Regions from separate parts of the Sus scrofa genome. Here region 2 is linked to region 1. A link is a contact called in public promoter capture Hi-C data. All regions are on one chromosome and are shown on one strand. Each heading gives the region's core, a stretch centred on a gene start, on an enhancer-like site or on the middle of the called end of the contact. The rest is flanking DNA. Distances are from core to core; before and after follow the strand shown. Region 1 holds the start of ECH1 (enoyl-CoA hydratase 1). Region 2 holds the start of RINL (ras and Rab interactor-like protein).

Region 1 (2,881 bases), core at 262-2,761:
AGACTCGGCTCCGATCCTGTGTTGCTGTGGCTCTGGCGTAGGCCGGCAGCTACAGCTCCGATTCGTCCCCTAGCCTGGGAACCTCCATATGCTGCGGGAGCGGCCCAAAGAAATAGCAAAAAGACAAAAAAAAAAAAAATAATAATAATAATAAATAAATAAACTATACTTCAAAAAAAAAAAGAATGAAAACCCAGATTTAAGAGCCCATGAACCTGTCAATTTCTGTATTTGAAAATGTTGAAAGTTGAAGTTAGAAGCTGCTTGAAACCCTAATTAAGAAGCCTTGATCTCTCTCCAGGAGCAGGGGAGGGTGGCAGGGGTGGGTATGGAGAGCACGTGGTACCTGAAGTGAACATTTTTCCTGCACCAGAGATCACCACCGCACGACAGTCAGGGTCCTGTGCGATCTTGTTGAAGCACACCACCATCTCTCTGCGGAAAGGGAAGGAGGCAAGGGCTGTCTGGGGGGGCGGGGGGAGTTCCCTGCTCTCAGGTCCTCCCCTGCCCAGTCCCTTAGCCCCTGCCTCCTCCTGCAGACAGGCCTCTCAGGACCTGCAGACCAGACCTCCAGAAGGCTCTGTTCATGGCATTTCTCTTCTCTGGCCGGTTTAGCTGCACATGAAGCACATGTTTCTGGACAGCTGTCACCTGAAGGGACTCATAGTTGTGACCTGGAGCTTCGCTGGGAGCAGCTTTGGAAGCCTCCTCTTGTGTAAAGGAGCTCATGGGGTGAAGACTAAGGCTGAGGTTGGTGGGGGCTGTCAATCCTGGAGAGACAAAGGAAGAGCATTTTTTTTTTTTTTTTTTTTTTTTTTGTCTTTTTGCCATTTCTAGGGCGGCTCCCGCGGCATATGGAGGTTCCTAGGCTAGGGGTGGAATCAAAGCGGTAGCCACCGGCCTACACCAGAGCCACAGCAACGCGGCGGGATCTGAGCCGCGTCTGCGACCTACACCACAGCTCACAGCAATGCTGGATCGTTAACCCACTGAGCAAGGGCAGGGATCGAACCCGCAACCTCATGGTTCCTAGTCAGATTTGTTAACCACTGAGCCAGGACGGGAACTCCCAGGAAGAGCATTTTATGACCCCAAATTGGGAGAAGAGCACCTTCAAAAGCAGAGGGCACACATCCATCTCAGTGACATTAGATTGGGGAACGCAGGCCTGTTAAGAGGCCTTGGTTCAGGAAGACACAGGCTTTTAAGATTAGGGTGCACTCACCAGTGGCCTCGGTCTGAGGGCCACTTCAAACCCGCGAAGGTGGTACTGACACTAGATTGGAGACACTGAGCTGACAGCTACCCCACGGTAGGACACGGGCCCTTTGCATAGGAGCACATGGACCCCTGAGTTTAATAAGGCGTGAGGACCTTGCTTGACCCCAGACAGGCCTCTCCGTTCTACAGTCGCCATGACAGGACGACAGCTCAATAGACCCCCAGAAGTCAAGAGATGACTCACGCCGAGTCAGCAAGCTGCGCACTCTGTGAAAAAACGCCATTGCCACTGCCGTCATTGCGACTGAAACGCCGGAATAGCCCGACGAGAGGAAGTTAAGGGGGCGGGCACAAGGGCCGCCATGTTGAGCGAGGGCATCGAAGCCGCATCCAAACAGCGGTGACACCCCTATTCCCGCCATCTTTACTAAGGGCAACCGGAAATCGCCTTCTAAATTTGCCGGCCTTTGGCTCGCCCTGGGAACCTTTGGCACAATAGGAATCTGGCCTGAGGCGATAATTCACTGTCCCCGAACATTCTGTGCAGGGGCCACCACAGCTCTTTCGTAATGGTGAACGAATTGGAGAGAGATGAGTGTCCAAGTCCGTAATGGCAGAATAATCGGAGCCCTGCCAGTTTGTAACCATGCACTTGTACCATATTAACTAAAAAGAAAAATTTCCTACTGAGATTATCCAGTAAAAGTATAGACCAACATTAAGTGCTGACTATATAATTCGAATTCCCACACCACTGGGCGGGCCGGGGGCGGGGGTGGGGTGGGTAGGGGTTGTACTATTTTACCTTGAACACAGCGGAAACCTGGATCTGGAGACGACACTAGATTAAGGTCCCTGGGATTCAAGAGGGCTGAAGAGGCTATTTATGTGGCTCGTAAGTACATGTTCTTTTTTTTTTTTTTTTTTAATGTAAGTTCCTGAGCCAGGGGTCGAGCCACAGCCACTGTAGAAGCAACACTAAGTAGTTATCCTGCAAGCCACATGGGAAGTCCATTAAGTACGTGTTCTTAATAAATATAAGGGTTTTTTGGGGGGGTACTGCTTTTAGGGCCACACCTGCAGCATGTGGAGGTTCCCAGGCTAGGGGTTGAATTGGAGCTACAGCTGCTGGCCTACACTACAGCCACAGCAATGCTGGATCCAAGCCACTTTTTTTTTTTTTCTTTTTGCCTTTTGAGGACCACTCCCACAGCATGTGGAGGTTCCCAGGCTAGGGGCCTAGTCTGAGCTGTAGCCACCGGCCTACACCAGAGCCACAGCAACGCGGGATCCAAGCCACGTCTGCAACCTATACCACAGCTCAAGGCGACACTGGACCCTTAACCCACTGAGCAAGGCCAGGGATGGAACCCGCAACCTCATGGTTCCTAGTCAGATTCGATAACCACTGAGCCACAACGGGAACCCCCCAAGCCACTTCTGCGACCTATACCACAGCTCATGGCAATGCAGGATCCTTAATCCACTGAGTGAGGCCAGGGACCGAACTCGCAACCTCATAGTTCCTAGCCAGACTTGTTTCCACTGCGTCAAGCCTGGAACTCCTAAATATAAGGTCTTTTAAAATCACTTTGGGGAGTTTCCGTTGTGGTGCAGCAGAAACGAATCCGACAAGGAACCATGAAGTTTCTGGTTTGAT
Region 2 (2,881 bases), core at 151-2,650, 43 kb after region 1:
CCACAGCTCACGGCAACGCCGGATCGTTAACCCACTGAGCAAGGGCAGGGATCGAACCTGCAACCTCATGGTTCCTAGTCGGATTCGTTAACCACTGCGCCACGATGGGAACTCCTCCCAACATTTTATGAAAAATTTCAAACATTCAGAAAAATGGAATTTTTTTTCAGGGAACATCCATATACCCACTACCTAGATTCAACTATTAACATTTTATTCTTTTTGCTTTACCACACACCTGGCCCTCTATCCATCTATCCATCAGACCCCAACTCTTAACCAGGTAGAGTCCTACAGCGGGTTATCAGTTAAGGTAGCCATTAAAAAAACTATCCCTGCAGCAGTCTCAGGAGTAGGGGGTCTAAGTCCACCCATTTGTCCATCTGTCTGTTCATCCTTACATACATCCATCCACCCATTCACCCACCCATCCATTCATCCACTCACCCACCCACCCATCCATCCATCCACCCACCCATCCATCCATCCATCCATCCATCCATCCATCCCTCCACCCACCCACCCATCCACCCGTTCATCCATCCATCCATCCATCCATCCCTCCATCCACCCACCCATCCATCCACCCATCCACCCATCCACCCATCCATCCACCCATCCATCCATCCATCCACTCATCCACACATCCATCCATCCATCCATCCCTCCATCCACCCACCCATCCATCCACCCACCTATCCCTCCACCCATCCCTCCACCCACCCATCCACCCACCCACCCACTCATCCATCCACCAACCCATCCACCCATCTACCCATCCATACATCCATCCATTCACCCACCCATTCGTCCATCCACCCAACAAGTATTTACTGAGTACAGGCCCAGAATTCGGTGCCTGGGGAAAGGATGACAGCAGACTAGGCCCCTGCTCCCAGGGCTTGTGCTCTTCTTGGGGTGGGCACAGGGGATGGATAACAAACAGTTAAACAAATCCCTCTGCCCCCTGACCAGAAACCTAGGGTGTTGGGAAGTGGGAGACAGAGAGCAGGTGCCCTGCCCAGGGGAGAGCAGGCAGGAGAGGTCGGGGGAGGGAGGCAGATGCTGGCCTGGGTCCCGTAGAGGTGGAGGGGACGGATGGTGCTGGGCAGGGCCAGAGGGGGCAGCTGCCTGATACCAAAGGGAGGCAGCGAGGGGTGATGATGCCAGCTGCTTGGTCCCTGGGGGCCCCTACCTGTTCTCGGAGGGGAGGCCTGGAGGAGCAGGAAGTGAAAGTGTTCTCACAGAGAGAGGAAGCAGAGCAGGCAGGGGGAAGAGGCGGGGCTGGGGGTACCTCCCTCTTTCCGGGGGCTCAGGCCTCAGATGACTGGGCTTTGGAGGAAGGACCCTAGGCAGTCTGGGGTCCAGGGGTAAGAGCCGTGAGGCTCCTGTGGCCACAAGAGTCCCCTCTCGACAGCCTTCACGCTGTTTCTCGTAAGAGCCTGTGGATGCTACGGTTTTCTTAGGGCCCGAGATCTAACCCCTTCCTCTGGCAGCTTCCCCGTGGCCCACAGAAAAGAACAGCGAGGCCGGACAGCCGATTATTAGTTGTTCTTTGTTTTTAATTCATCTCTAATAAGTGACACCATCTGCCCTCCTTGGCATGGGAAGTGGGTCCCGAGTGAGGGGGTCCAGCACCCACTTGGGGAGCTGGAGGAAGAGACTTGGGAGACCTTGAGGCTCAGATCCCCCCACCCACGGGTAGGTTAGGTTTCAGCTACTTGGCCACAGGCTCCTGGGGACAGTAGAGGGCGTGGGGGCCCTGGGGACCCTTGGCCTGGGACAGTTAGAGGTTTGGAGGTACACCCGGCCCCCTGAGCAGTTAGAGATTAGGGAGGCTGATCCTCAGTCCCGGGGGTGGTTAGAGGCTGTGGGCTGTTAGAGGCGGGCTGCCCAAGCCTCGGCCCCAAAGAATGTTAGAGATTTGCTGGGGTCGGGGCTGCCGGGACCCCAGGTTTAGGAGGGAGTAGTTAAAAGATTGCGGAAACGTTCTGAGCTCCCCAGAAAAGAGCTGTAAGTTAGAGGAGGCCAGGGCTGGTTGGGACTCAGCTGTCCCAAAGCTGGGCGTCCTGCCTGGGAGACGCAGCTGTCACTGGGGTTTCTCTCCCTCCGAGGTCCTGGCCTCTGCCTTGGCAGGAGGCGGAGACTTCCTGGGGGAAGCTGAAGTGGTGGGATTGGGGGTGCCCGATCCCGACTGGGCATCTATGCTGGCATGCTCTTTCCGGACAAGGTCCTCCAGCTCCTTCTGCAGAGGGCAAAGTTCACAGAAGTCAGAGGTCACCATGCCTCATAGGGTCAGAGGACCTGTGGGGCAGGGGTCCAGGGACTGGGCTCAGGGTGGGCTGGGATGGCCCAGGCCCCTCACCTTCCATCCGAGGAGATCAGCGAGGGCCAAGCAGCCCTGGTCGCAGTCACCCAGCCAGGCCACGTCCCTGCGGGCGGGTGAGAGTCAGAGCTCCCAGGCTCGTTCCAGGACCCCACTGGCGGGCAGCTGGCGGCTCTGCCTTGTTGAGTGTGTGCCTTCCTGGCCTCCTCCCACCTTGGCCCTGTCCCTGCAGGCTCCGCCTCTCACCTGTACGCCTTTTTTGAATCGAAGTCCATGCCTCCTCCGAGGCCCATCATCATCCCGAGGAACGGGTCAGTCTGTGGGGGAGGTGTGGAGTGGGGGGGGAGCTCAGAGCACAGACCCTGGAGCCAGGTGGCCTGGGTTTGAATCCCAGCTCCGTGGCTCTGCTCAAGGGGCCTGGCCTCTCTGAATCTCAGCTTCCCTCTCTGCAGAGTGGGGGGAATCATGAGACCGGCGCCTAGGATTGAACTGTCCGTGAGTTAATACAGAGAAAATGCTTAGAACGGCGTCTGGCACACGGTATGTTTCCGCCTG

What was found. Promoter capture Hi-C pulls out the DNA fragments that hold promoters and counts their contacts.
Region 2: a promoter capture Hi-C map of skeletal muscle shows a contact between it and region 1, with 4 times the contacts expected there. The contact joins the promoter of RINL here to the promoter of ECH1 in region 1. A contact is called at or near these places in 1 of 5 promoter capture datasets (skeletal muscle), 6 of 47 Hi-C or Micro-C datasets (blood, liver, omental adipose tissue and 1 more) and 2 of 2 datasets of contacts at active chromatin or transcription factors (alveolar macrophages and skeletal muscle).

What each region holds. Positions count from the first base shown.
Region 1 is chr6:47,637,450-47,640,330 of Sscrofa11.1, forward strand. It overlaps ECH1 (enoyl-CoA hydratase 1), which reads right to left and starts at 1,512. Exons shown (of 10, transcript NM_001044607.2): 1 at 1,466-1,512; 2 at 569-770; 3 at 347-435. The coding sequence starts at 1,505.
Region 2 is chr6:47,680,883-47,683,763 of Sscrofa11.1, forward strand. RINL (ras and Rab interactor-like protein) reads right to left here and starts at 1,401. Exons shown (of 13, transcript XM_021094350.1): 1 at 1,196-1,401. SIRT2 (sirtuin 2) reads right to left here. Exons shown (of 17, transcript NM_001114271.1): 15 at 2,573-2,643; 16 at 2,366-2,432; 17 at 1,545-2,245. The coding sequence ends at 2,090.